Linked DNA regions of Ovis aries: all the other regions are linked to region 2. The links are chromatin contacts, called in public Hi-C maps. All regions are on one chromosome and are shown on one strand. Each heading gives the region's core, a stretch centred on a gene start, on an enhancer-like site or on the middle of the called end of the contact. The rest is flanking DNA. Distances are from core to core; before and after follow the strand shown. Region 1 overlaps SLC4A1AP (solute carrier family 4 member 1 adaptor protein). Region 2 overlaps LOC121819020 (a long non-coding RNA gene). Region 3 overlaps SLC4A1AP (solute carrier family 4 member 1 adaptor protein).

Evidence for each region. A called contact is a pair of places that touch in the nucleus more often than the background predicts.
Region 1: a contact with region 2 is called in a Hi-C map of tail adipose tissue, with 5 times the contacts expected there. The contact joins two enhancer-like sites. A contact is called at or near these places in 11 of 16 Hi-C or Micro-C datasets (blood, hypothalamus, liver and 6 more).
Region 3: a contact with region 2 is called in a Hi-C map of tail adipose tissue, with 3 times the contacts expected there. The contact joins two enhancer-like sites. A contact is called at or near these places in 6 of 16 Hi-C or Micro-C datasets (blood and tail adipose tissue).

Annotation. Positions count from the first base shown.
Region 1 is chr3:34,714,590-34,718,959 of ARS-UI_Ramb_v3.0, forward strand. The region is part of intron 13 of SLC4A1AP (solute carrier family 4 member 1 adaptor protein); the gene reads left to right. Among named protein-coding and RNA genes, the nearest start is that of SLC4A1AP, 29 kb to the left of the region's middle. Within about 2 kb of position 2,607, at least 18 of the 54 cell types and tissues checked have an H3K27ac peak or open chromatin away from gene starts, as enhancers often do. A contact at or near this core is called in tail adipose tissue, where this site is marked.
Region 2 is chr3:35,398,395-35,402,971 of ARS-UI_Ramb_v3.0, forward strand. It overlaps LOC121819020 (a long non-coding RNA gene), which reads right to left. Exons shown (of 6, transcript XR_009599790.1): 2 at 1,336-1,478; 3 at 524-616. The region is part of intron 1 of LOC114113587 (a long non-coding RNA gene); the gene reads left to right. Among named protein-coding and RNA genes, the nearest start is that of PLB1, 39 kb to the right of the region's middle. Within about 2 kb of position 1,522, at least 7 of the 54 cell types and tissues checked have an H3K27ac peak or open chromatin away from gene starts, as enhancers often do. A contact at or near this core is called in tail adipose tissue, where this site is marked.
Region 3 is chr3:34,761,766-34,765,883 of ARS-UI_Ramb_v3.0, forward strand. It overlaps SLC4A1AP (solute carrier family 4 member 1 adaptor protein), which reads left to right. Exons shown (of 15, transcript XM_042245922.1): 15 at 1-167. Among named protein-coding and RNA genes, the nearest start is that of MRPL33, 15 kb to the right of the region's middle. Within about 2 kb of position 1,531, at least 9 of the 54 cell types and tissues checked have an H3K27ac peak or open chromatin away from gene starts, as enhancers often do. A contact at or near this core is called in tail adipose tissue, where this site is marked.

The sequences.
Region 1 (4,370 bases), core at 1,357-3,856, 680 kb before region 2:
AAAGGCAGAGGAACCAGAGATCAAATTGCCAACATCCTCTGGATCATCAGAAAAGCGAGAGAGTTCCAGAAAGCCATCTATTTCTGCTTTATTGACTATGCCAAAGCCTTTGACTGTGTGGATCACAATAAACTGTGGAAAATTCTGAGAAAGATGGGAATACTAGGAGCACCTGACCTGCCGCTTGAGAAATCTGTATGCAGGTCAGGAAGCAACAGTTAGAACTGGACATGGAACAACAGACTGGTTCCAAATAGGAAAAGGAGTACGTCAAGGCTGTATATTGTCACCCTGCTTATTTAACTTCTGTGCAGAGTACATCATGAGAAACGCTGGGCTGGAAGAAACAAGCTGGAATCGAGATTGCCGGGAGAAATATCAATAACCTCAGATATGCAGATGACACCACCCTTATGGCAGAAAATGAAGAGGAACTCAAGAGCCTCTTGATGAAAGTGAAAGAGGAGAGTGAAAAAGTTGGCTTAGAGCTCAACATTCAGAAAATGAAGATCATGGCATCCGGTCCCATCACTTCATGGGAAATAGATGGGAAACAGTGAAAACAGTGTCAGACTTTATTTTTGAGGACTCCGAAATCACTGCAGATGGTGACTGCAGCCATGAAATTAAAAGATGCTTACTCCTTGGAAGGAAAGTTATGACGAACCTAGACAACATATTCAAAAGCAGAGACATTACTTTGCCGACTAAGTTCCATCTAGTCAATGCTATGGTTTTTCCAGTAGTCATGTATGGATGTGAGAGTTGGACTGTGAAGAAGGCTGAGTGCTGAAGAATTGATGCGTTTGAACTGTGGTGTTGGAGAAGACTCTTGAGAGTCCGTTGGACTGCAAGGAGATCCAAGCAGTCCATTCTGAAGGAGATCAACCCTGGGATTTCTTTGGAAGGAATGATGCTAAAGCTGAAACTCCGGTACTTTGGCCACCTCATGCAAAGAGTTGACTCATTGGAAAAGACTCTGATGCTGGGAGGGATTGGGGGCAGGAGGAGAAGGGGACGACAGGATGAGACGGCTGGATGGCATCACTGACTCGATGGACGTGAGTCTGAGTGAACTCCGGGAGTTGGTGATGGACAGGGAGGCCTGGTGTGCTGCGATTCATGGGGTCGCAAAGAGTCGGACATGACTGAGCAACTGAACTGAACTGAACTGAACTGAAGCACCTGGGCATGCAGCATGCAATGTCCTCCTGGCTTGTGTCTACTGGGTAAAGTCCTACTCATTTTTCAAAAGTTCAGCCTGAGTCTCACTATCTTCAGGAAACCTTGATCATCCTGATTGTCACTAAACCCCCCTCTCCCCAGCAGCCCTACACACTGTATTTCTGCTTCTGTGATGGGTCTTGCTTGGATGGCCTGACAGCTGTTAATTATGTGTGTGCTTGGGCCATTTACGTTTGTAAGCATTATGAGTTGAGGGCAGGAACTATCTTATTTTGTACTCCACCTGCACCTCATGGAACCTACCAGTTCACAAAATAGGTGCTCAGCTAACTTGCTTCACATGACTGAGGGTTGGAGGGCAAGTTCACGGCCTGGCCCTTCTTAGCATTGGGTTTTCCAGGCAGAAATGGGGCCTTAGAGCTCTTTGTTTCTAGAATTTTTCCAGACAAGCTGGATAATCTCAGCACCTACCATTTTAGCAGTGTTAACTCAGGCAGAGGCCTGGATTCGTGTCCTACTTGGGGCAAAATCAGGCAGAGCTACCCCTTCCCATCAAGGAGCTCTGGGTTACAGCAGCTGGCTTTAATTTGGGTTTTAAGTCCTCCGCTGGCCCTGGAAAATCTTGATCTGGAGGGTTGGCTCTGGTTTCCTCAGGCTGTCACGCACAGCCCTCCAAAAGTCAATGCAACTATGTCAGGGAGTGACCACAAGAGGGCAGTAAAGCTCCATCGCTATATAGGAGTTGACTGCCAGAAGCAAACGTTTCAAAGCAGAAGATCCTCAACTCCTCCACAATCAGGATTCTGAAAGACTTCAGGGCACCAAGCTGGTTCAGGGCACCAGAGCCTTCCCAGGCCTAAGACCCAGTAGCAGCAAATTAGGGACACTGACAAGCTCCCCAAATCTCTTCCCAGCCTGTTATTTCTGGTGCTTTGTTTAACCTGGAGAAAGTCATTCTCCAGTCTTAATGCAAATATTCTATGGAGGAGTTTGCTGCTGCTGCTATCTGTCTTAAAGGTAAAAAGAGGAGCTATTATCACCTTTTGTCTAAGGAAACTGAGGCTCAGAAAATGAAGCAACTCGCTCAAAGGCATGCCAAGTTCATGGTGGAACCATAATTCCAGATTCTTTGCTTATTCCTTTTAGTTTTCAGTTGTTTATGTTTGTAAGGTTTGTGAGTTTCTCGAGCAAAGACTCCAGCTCATTTGTCTTTTTGTCTCTGTGTGCTGCTCCCTTAACCTTTAGGACTGTGAATGGGTGTGCTGTATAAGACTCTGTCCCTTAGGAGTTGGATTCTATGACGTCTCTTATCCCCTCTGTTTTAGTAATTCTGTGATTTGGAGGCACAGCCCTAACAACGACAGTGGTGGCCCTGAGTGATCCTACTGGCTGAACATTTCAACAAAGGCAGCCACTTGGCTGCCAGCCTGTGACAATCCATCATTAGTAATGCAGGGAGGGCGGAGGACAGTTGGACAGTTTCTCAAAGTGTGCACCAGCATCGCTGGCATTATGAAAGTTGACTTTGGGGGAGGAGAACGAACATGTTTAATTTTAGCAGTTGTGAATATAAATACATGCATTATTTATACATACATACACGTATGTAATGTTGCATAGAATGAGGTCAACTTTTAAGGTGAGTTTATTTAAAGAAGAACATTAAGTAACAATATGGTGGAATGAAACAGGTATACCAAGGAGTGAAATTCAAGGAACTATGGTGGGACTTCCCTGGTGGTCCAGTAGCTAAGACTGCGCTCCCAGGGCAGGGGGTCCAGGTTTGATCCCCGGTCAGGGAACTAGATCCCAGACTACAACTAAGATCCCACATGCCTCAGCTAAAAGATTCTGCCTGCTGCAATGAAGACTGAAGATCCCACATGCAGCAACTAAGACCTGGCGCAGCCAAATAAATACATTTTTTAAAAAAGAACTGTGATGAGGTGGGAAGATGCTGTAGTCACAAAACTATCTCATATTTGGCTCTGTGACCCTTAAGCCATGAAGCCCTAAGTTGCTGACCTTAAACAAGTCTTGGTTTTCTCATCTGTAAAGTCAGAGAAGAATTCTTGCCCTCCTTAACTCAAATGAGAACAAAGGAAAGCACAGTGAAGTCTGGAAAGTGTCCAGTGGTGCTGTATCACGATTCCCACTTGCACCCGGCTCTCCCTGGGACCTCCTCTTTACCACCACAGAGGGGGCCCCTCAACTAGCATCCGCTTCCCAGATCCCAAGGACTGAGTCCAGTTCTGCTTGTTGTTCACACCTGGGCCTGCCATTCTGAGGAGGAGGAGGAAGGAGGGGCTGGAGAAACCCTGGAATCAATCCGGGAACAAGTCCCAACACGTCACTGTTTGCTTTGTCATCCTGATTCAATGACCTCATACAAGGAGGGGAGGGAGCAGAAGGAGCTGTTCTCTCCCAGATACCTAAGGAGGCTTCTGACATCTCCTGTTTTCCTTGTCATGAGAAGAGCAGGCGCCAGGCTGCGATTTTTAAGGTCTAAGCTAATGCTGGAAGTGAAGGAGAACAGCACCTCCCATAATTGGCCAGACTCTGCTTCTTGGGGAGCTGCCTGGAGCAGAGGGGCAAAGGTGGCTGCAATGGGCATCGGAATCCAGGCTGTTGCCCTACTCCCCGGAGGGGTCGAGAATACACAGCCTTGTCCCCGGGTTCTAAGCAATCTCAGCGCTACTTGGGTGAACCCTAAGGATTGGCAGTTAGCTGTCCCTGAGGCTAGGACAGCTCCTGGACTGGTTATTCATCTGGTCCCCAAGGGGCAGCCACTAGAGTTGACAGAGGCTTCAGTGACCCCAGTGTCATCATCCTTATATACCCTGCACCTTCACGTACAGTATCCAGTGAATACTTTCTGAGCATCTACTGTGTACCAGGCCTTTTGGGGAAATGAAACAGCTGTGTGTATCAAAAGGCTACACAGGACCTTAGACTCACCTTCTCACCATGGAGATTGCTGTTGTTGTCCTTACCATCTTCTCTGGTGGCTCAGACAGTAAAAGTCTACCTGCAATATAGGAGACCCAGGTTTGATCCCTGCATCGGGAAGACCTCCTGGAGAAAGGAAACGCAACCCGTTCCAGTATTTTCGCCTGGAGAATTCCACGATGGAGAAGCCTGGTGGGCTATAGTCCATGGGGTTGAAAAGAGTCAGACACGACTGA
Region 2 (4,577 bases), core at 272-2,771:
TGGGATGGAGAGCTGGTCAGCTGGTCAGGCTGGACTGCAAGAGGTGCCCACGGAAGGGTCCTTCTGGCCCAAACCTGAGGAGTCAAGTACAGCGGTCAGGCATTTGGGCTATGGATCGGCTGAGGAAACTGACGTCTTAACCCTGTATCTGAGTTTCTTAGTTTCCTGGCACACTCCTCTCCCCAGAGTGAAAATGGATGGAATACATGGAATACATTCTTAATACCCTGGAAGAGGAAATCCTGCAGGAGATACACCTGGAAAAGGAACTCCCACTAGGTGAGCAGGCTTCCCAAGTGGACTAGCAGTAAAGAACCTGCCTGCAAATGTAGGAGACATAAGGAACCAGGGTTCAATCCCTGGGTCGGGAAGATCCCTGGAGGAGGGCATGGAAACCCACTCCAGTATTCTTGCCTAGAGAATCCCATGGACAGAGGAGCCTGGCAAGCTGCAGTCCATAGGGTTACAAAGAGTCAGGCACGACTGAAGCGACTTAGCACACATGTGCTTGGTGAGTACTTACCGTGTTCCCAGACATTGCGCTGTTTCACATGTATTATCTCTTTGGATCTTCACAAAAGCTCCCTGTGAGACAGGCAGTATGATCCTCATTATACTGTGAAGAAGCAGAGGCATCAGAGCCTATGTAACTTGAGCTACATCACCCAACTAGTAAGTGAGGGAGGCAAATTTGAATTCCGATCTGACAGTTCAGTGCCTATTCCACAGAGTCATCCTGCCTTAGACAGTCTACAACAGGAAATACATCCTAAACCACCTCGTCTCAGGGGCTAACCTCAGATGGCAATCAAAGAGAAAGCTGTTGTCACAGGAGAACGCCTTCTTGAGACCAGAGCCTCTTATCAGCTGAATTGGGTTCCCCTTAAATTCATAACTCCAGGAGATAGTGAAGGACAAAGAAGCCTGGCGTGCTGCAGTCCATGGTGTCACAAAGAGACAAGACTTAGCAACTGAACAACACCAAGATTCATAAATATTGAACTCCTAATATGATTGAATTTGGAGACACGCTCTTTAAATAGGTAATTAAGCTAAAATGAGGTCATATGGGTGGGCTTTCATCAATGTGACCGGTGTCCTTAGAAAAAGAGGAGGTCGGGACACAGACACACACACAGGGAAGACCATGTGAAGTCACAGGGAGAAGACGGCTGTCTGCAAGGCAAGGAAAGAGGCTTCAGAAGAAACCAGCCTGCAGACCCGTTGGTCTTAGACTTCCTGCCTTGAGAATCGTTTCTGTTTAAGCTGCTCCATCTATGACACTTGGTTATGGCAGCCCCAGTAAATTAATTCAGAACCTCCTGTAAAATTCACCTCTGTGTTCTCTGCACACGGTAGGCGCTGCATCCATGTTGGCTGATGGGCAGGAGGAAGGAAATGCCGCTCCAATAGGCAGAGAGAATTCAAATTTTGACTTTTGCAACCAGCCTCTATCCTTCTGTTGAAACTTCCTGTTTCTGAAGAACAGAGATTTTTACAGATCCCAGAGGGCATCCAGTAAACCCAGCAGTGATTACCAAATAATTCTGGTTTTGATGAGCTCAGTGGGTATGAATCAGAAGCAGACAGAGAAGTGTTTCCCTTGAAATACACTCAAGGTTAAGTGTTAGAGGGAGAAACAAAAATATGTTTGGGAATTTGTTGCCAGCCAGGAAATATGGGCAGTGTTGACACCCCAGGCCAGGTGGAAAAGGTCTTTCCTTCCTTCTGTGCAGAACAGAAGCCACCATGGGCCTGGGCAAGCCTGATGCTGATGTTGTTGTCCATTCCAGGGCCTGTCCTTGTGGTTCTCACCCAGGTCTCCTTTTTGAAAAAGGAATTTCTGGGTTAAGAGTCCCTCCTGCAAGCCCCATTATCTTAGTAGGCTGTGGCCTACAGCAGTGGTCCCCAATATTTTTGGCACCAGGGACCAATTTCGTGGAAGACAGTTTTTCCATGGACTGGGGGTAGGGATGGTCTTGAGATGATTCAAGCCCATTGCACTTATTGTGCACTTTATTACAGGCTTCCCTGGTGGCTCAGCTGGTAAAGAATCCACCTGCAGTGCAGAAGACCACCTGCAACACAGGAGATGATGGTTCAATCCCCTGGGTCAGGAAGATCCCCTGGAGAAAGAAATGGCTAGCCACTCCAGTGTTCTTGCCTGGGAAACCCCATGGACAGAGGAACCTGGTGGGCTATGGTCCATGGGGCCGCAAGGGTTGGAGTCGACTGAACAACTAAACCACCACCCTCTTATTTCTATTATTGTTACATTGGCTCCACCTCAGATCACCAGACATTAGATTCTGGAGGCTGGGGACCCCTGACCAGAGGATAACCTGGCTCCAGCTCCCCCAGGAGAGAGTCCTGGTAACTTCCCCAGAGGTGTAGAGGTTTGGGATAGGGAGGCACTATGGGGTCCTCACAGCTAGGAGTCCCCTAGACCCTGACTTGGGGAGCCAGGGCTCTGGGTCCTGTGATGGGATCAGAAGGGGCATGGGTGAGAAGGTTGAGGCAGGGAAGGTCACACATCATGGTGAAGCCTGGCTGTTGTTAAGTGCAGCCTGTGAAGCTTCCGTACCTGGGGAGGAGCTGTGAAAAATCATAGAAAGTGAGTTCAAGCAGGAGGTCCTAGGAAGGCCTTGTGGTAGTCGGATTTGGAAGTGGGGCTTGTGTGAAAGCTTCTGGTTTCTCAAAGCAGTGATCCTTGTACTTCTAAGTGTCCTGGGGACTACTGGCTGGCTTCCCAGGAGGTGCTAGTGGTGAAGAACCTGCCTGCCAGTGCAGGAGACATAAGAGACATGGGTTCGATCCCTGGGTTGGGAAGATCCCCTGGAGAGGGAAATGGTAACCCACTCTGGTGTTCTTGCCTAGAAAATCCCATGGACAGAGAAGCCTAGTGAGCTGCAGTCCATAAAGTTGCAAAGAGTCGGACATGACTTAAAGTGACTTAGCATGCAAGAGCTCAGAAGGCCTGGCTTCTGATTTTGGCTCTGCCACTTATTGGCTGTGGGATGTGGGCAAGCTTCAATGCCTGTGGCACCTCAGACCTTACATTCATCCACAGGGGAAATCGGATCTACCTCTGAGGGCCACTGGAGGGTAGCAGGGGGGGATGTGTGATGAAACCTCCAACGCAGGCCTGACCCCGTGAGAGCACCATACTGAGGCCAGTCTCTTCTGAGCAAGCCAGTCACCTATCTATCAGAGTCACTTGCCCATATTAGACATGGGGTCTCCTCTCCCAAGAGGGGTCCTGATCCAAGCTCTCCTGGGTTTACATCTTCCAAGGACCTTGATGCCTGGAAAGAGCATCTCAGCTCCTTCAGGATCGGCTGTGCTTAGGTCTTCAAGCTCTTTTCTCACCACCGTCCCCTACACCCTTCTCAGGAACTTACAGCTCACCAAACCTCCCCCACCCTGCAACCTCCGTGCCTGCCAGCACGGTGCTCCTTCCTCTGCCTGTAACTCCCTTCCCCCTCCCTCTGTCTGTCTGGCGACAGACACTACTCCTCCCACACCACGTGTCCTCCCCACCCTCCCCTTCCCCCCTGGGGGGCAGTCTTCCCTGCCACTCCCTCAATGCCACCCCTGCCCTCCAGCCCCATCTCCCTCTGCCCCCTGCAAACCTACACTCTGCAGTGGAACCGTCTTTCCTTCGAGGCCACCAGCTCCCAATGTCTTAGTTCTCGCTCCCTCCCCGCTGCCTAGTCCAGTGTCTAAAACAGGATAACAGCTCCATCGATGTGTATTGAAAGACTTAATGACTTACTAAATGAATGACTTCTCCTGGGTATGGGGGCCAGACTCATGAATGAGTCACAGGGCCTTGCCCCCACCCACTGACCCAGGTTTAACACTCCCCATGATAACATCACTAGTTACCCTTAATTCTCAGAATCACCCATGCCTTCTTTCTTCTCCTTTTAGTCCTGTCATCCCCCTCCTCTTCCTTCCTTCCTCCTCTGGGAGCAGCACATCTAAATATGGCGATGCTTTTCCTGGGGCCGGCCGTGTACAATCACGATTTTCGCCCAGTTATCTTCTGGGATAATTGTGAGATAGTCATGAGTTCGATCCCTCAGTGAGAAGGTGGGACAGATGACACAGAAACCCTGCAGCAAATGTGGGGCCTGGTGATCAAGTTAACTGTGTAGGAACCTGGGAGGACGTGGGTGGGGAGAGGAAGAGCGTGTCTGATGAGACCTGTGCCAAGAACAAGGTGCACGGGGTGAGGGAATCTGGCAGATTTGGGCCCCTTAAAGCCTCCATTTCCCAAGAAATTCCTGGTTCTGATTCGTGTGGCTGGGGTGGGACCACTCTTACCCATACACTCATGTCTGGCCGCCTCCAGTCCCATCTGGAGGCAGCCATTCTCCCCTGACCCAACTCAGATGATCAGGCACGAGCCCAGAGGTTCTTGCCCCTAACATGAGCCCCAGCCAAACCCAGGGGCACCCTGCCCCTTTCCTCTCATTTCCCCAAGACTTGCCGCAACTTCATTAAATTTCATGGAGGCGTTTCAGGCATGTTATGAGGCTTGGCCTTGTAGAGGGTGCCTCTAGGTCACTGCC
Region 3 (4,118 bases), core at 281-2,780, 640 kb before region 2:
GCTGCAAGTGACCCAGGAAGCTGGACTCTTCTTGGACTGAGCATTGGTGGAACTACAGGTAGATAAAGAATATGTGTGTATTCCAAACTCATCAAGTTGTGGACATGAAGTATCTTCAGCTTTTTGTGTGTCACTCATACCTCAATAAAATGATTGTTTAAAAAGAATATGTATGTGGATTTGTGGGCAGCTCTAGCTTCTGTTGTCGTTGTTCAGTCACTCAGCCTTGTCTGACTCTGCCACCCCATGGACTGCAGCACTCCAGGCTTCCCTATCCTTCACTGTCTCCCAGAGTTTGCTCAAACTCATGTCCGTTGAGTCAGTGATGCCATCCAGCCATCTCATCTGTCACCCCCTTCTCCTCATGCCTTCAATCTTTCCCAACATTAGGGTTTTTTCAAATGAGTCTACTCTTCGCATCAGATGGCCAAAGTATTGGAGCTTCAGCGTCAGTCCTTCCAATGAATATTTAGGGTTGATTTCCTTTAGGATTGACTGGTTTGATCACCTTGCTGTCCAAGGGACTCTCAAGAGTCTTCTCTAGCACCACAGTTCAAAAGCATCAGTTTTTCAGTGCTCAGTTTTATGGTCCAAATCTCAATATACCCTTTAAATCAGCATACATTGTCAGTAGTTATTGATCTCCACCCAGTGCCCTGGAGTCCCATGCTCATACCTTCAGCTGATGGATGCTTTCTTTGTGCATCTTGGACCCCCACAGTGGGCCTGGTAGTTGAGTTCAACCTGGAAGCTGACGACCTGCCTTAGTGGACCTGAGACTTTCCAGTATTCCAGGGACTTGAAGGCTGGGGGAAGAGCCAGGCATTGGTTAGGCTTTCTGGGACTGCTCCAGAATGGGTCCCTCCCTTCCCCAGTCTGCTCCTGTCCAGCTCAGTCTAAAATTGGCCTGCTCTCCTGCAAGACTTGGATTAAGGGATTCTTCTGCACAGGTTCAGAATGGATCTCAACCTCACTCATTAGAATCTCCTAAGCATCCTACTCTCCATCTTAAATGACTTTACAGATCTCAGAGCACTCATTTCTGGTGGTGTCTTCCATTCAAAGATTCCTCAAGTCCAAATACTTTGGTCCTTTGTTTCTGAGGTTGTGCAAGGAGAGGAGATGTGAGCTTTAGACTGAGCAAGCTGATGCAATCTAGCTGTGGGCTCTTTGGCAAGTCATTTTGCTTCTCTGGGCCTCAATTTTATCATCTGTAAAATGGGAATGTTGGTTCAGGTGCCCTCTGAGGTCTTCCAGCCCTAACATTCTGAGATTCTAGACCCCACTTTGACCAAAAGAGAAGGCTCAGAAGTCCTGTTCATCACTGCATGATGTCCAGGTGGAGGTAGAAAGGGCTGCGTGTAGTGTTAGGACAGCTGGGAGGACTCCGGGCCCGAAATGTGCTTTCCCTTCATGGACTTGGATTGGGAGTGCCTGTTGGGTGGGGCCTGGCTGGAAGGAGTGAGACAGTCTCTTCCAGACGTCCCCCTGCCTGAGTGGTTGCCTCACAGGCTGTTACGTAGCTCTCCCTACCACTTTCCAGGGTGGGGCGGGGAAGGGCAGCTGGGGAGCAACTGATGCAATAGGCAAGCTCAAGCCTGTGTTCTTCGAAGACTAACTAAGCAAAAGTCGGCTGGCTGGGCTGGGCCGACCTGGGCAACAGCTTCAGGGCCCTACTCTTCGCAGGGTTTCAGCTTCTTCTTCTCTGCCTGTAATTGAAATGGGGTTCATTCTCTGGTCACCAGAGCCAGTAATTGACACTATGTATTATATGTTTACTCCTGGAGCTCTTTAATCTTATAGCTTAAGAGAATATCCTTCCTTGCTAGGAATGGGGACATGCACGAGTACACATAAACAGTGTAAGGACACACACACCCGGTGTGGGGACATGCGTGAGTACACACATATACAGTGCAGGGACATGCATGAATATGCATGCACACCCGCATAGTGGGGTCCTCCAGAAGTAGGATAATTGTTTTGAGAATCTGCTCCCACCAGACCAGCTCTTCCAGGAGGAAGTGGATCCAGTCAAAAGGACCAGAGAGCATCAGAAGATGGGGAAATTTCCTCTGTATAGCCAAAGCCTCCAAATATGCCCCAAGGGATGCCATTTCTATTCAAGGCCCATCTATCAAATATAAATGAGTCTCTGGGCTACTTTCCATCTCCCAGGGATCTGGATGCCCAGAACACAATAACTAGTCTTTTAAGTTAGTGAGAAGGAAAAAAAAAATGGAAGTGCATCAAGTTCTCAACAGAAGGAAAATGGCTAAATATTGCACTCAAACTATGCCTCCATCATAAATTCCAAGGAACTTTGTCTTACTAAACCCATGCTTCAAGGTTCTGTATTTCCTGCAAAAGTCTCAAGAAGGAAAGCTGAAGTCCAGTTGGGCTCTATGTCCCTTGTAATTATCATAATTTGCTTTGTACTTACTATGTTTCAGGTCCTATGCTAAATGATTTATGTGAATTATCACATTTCATTCTCACAAAAACCCTGTGAGGTAGGCTACTATAGTCCCCATTTTACAGATGCAGAAACTGAGGCACAGAAGTTTAAGTAAACTTGGCCAAGGACACAGGGCTAGTAAGTGGTAGAGTCAAGGTGTTAACCTGATTCTCCTGACTCCAGGGCCTAGGCTCATAACAATCTGAAAAACCCACATGTACAAATAGACAGTTTAAGTGGCATAGAATCCTTCAGATTACAAAAGGATTCATCAGAATGTTCTCTAAATCCCAAATTCCTCTATAGCTTTAGTTGATAAAATCCATACTTTTATTTTCCAGGGTTTATGTCCACATTTTTAGGAAGGTATATTTTTTTCTTTTTTAAAAAGTTACCCATGTTTATGCTGGCTCTTTGTTGCTGCACAGGCTTTTCTCTAGCTGTGGCGAGTGGGGCTACTCTGTAGCTGTGGTGTGCGGGCTCTCGTTGTGGCTCCCAGGCCCTAGAGTGCAGGCTCAGTAGTTGTGGTACATAGGTTTAGTTGGTCTGCGGCCTGTGGAATCTTCCCAGACCGGGGATCAAATCCATGTTCCCTGCATTGGCAGGCAGATTCTTATCTACTGTACCACCAGGGGAGTCTAGGAACATATTTTTTAATCTAACACACAGACTTTTGCTCTTTGGGAAGTGTCACTCCTAGACTTTCATCAAATCAGTTCATTCTGTTAATAGTTAACAACTGACTTGCTGTCTTATTGGCACTGAATACATTTAGAAAGGAGCTTTGGACAAGGTAGTTCTAATTTAAGTATGAATTGTATAATTATACATTTGTATATATTCACACATAATCAAATTTAATCAAATGGACAGCCTGAAAGAGTGAAATTGGAGTGTTTTCATGGTGGAGCAGGAGTTGGGGGCTTTCTTCTTGATTTGGCCATCATCTTGATTTATAGATGTTTTATCTCATTAACCTTAATGTCATGGAGCTAATTAGTAACTCTGAAAACTGCAAAACACACTTGAAGCAGTCCTGTAACTCTTTAACTTCACCATGCACCAGATTAGACTGGACTCAGTTATTCTGAATCACAGAAGACATCTTTCAAAAGGTTTTGCCTCCTTCATTTGGAATGGCTTACTGCCATGAAAATCAAGCTGGATATGGATCCCAATTTTCCCTTTTGGCTGCACATCACATTACATCAAAACCGTCTGAATCTTTCAGATCCCTTGCTTCACAGAGAGACAGACATATACAGATTGCTGTGATTACCTCTGTTTGGGTTAAGTAGTCCCAGGACCCTGTGGAGGGGCCCAAGGATCTCACTGCCTGTGTTCTGCCTGCTGGTGAGCATCAGGGCAGCTATGTGGGGCCCCAGCCCTGTTCAGGAGGCTGCCATCTTCAGGATGCGGAAGGTCCCTTGGGTCCTAAGGGCACTATGGGCATCCTTTTCCCTCTTTCCCTCTTTTCACCTCTGGACCAAGACCCTGAGGCACAGGTAGTTACAGTCTTTCTTCCCTTCTGGATTTCTATGGGAGGACTCTGGGCTGCTTGGCAAGTCCTCCCCACCCCTCCTCCCTTTTCTTATGGCTGAATTAGATGGTTGCTAGGATAAAGGATGGTAGACATCAAAGAGGCTAAATTAATCTACAA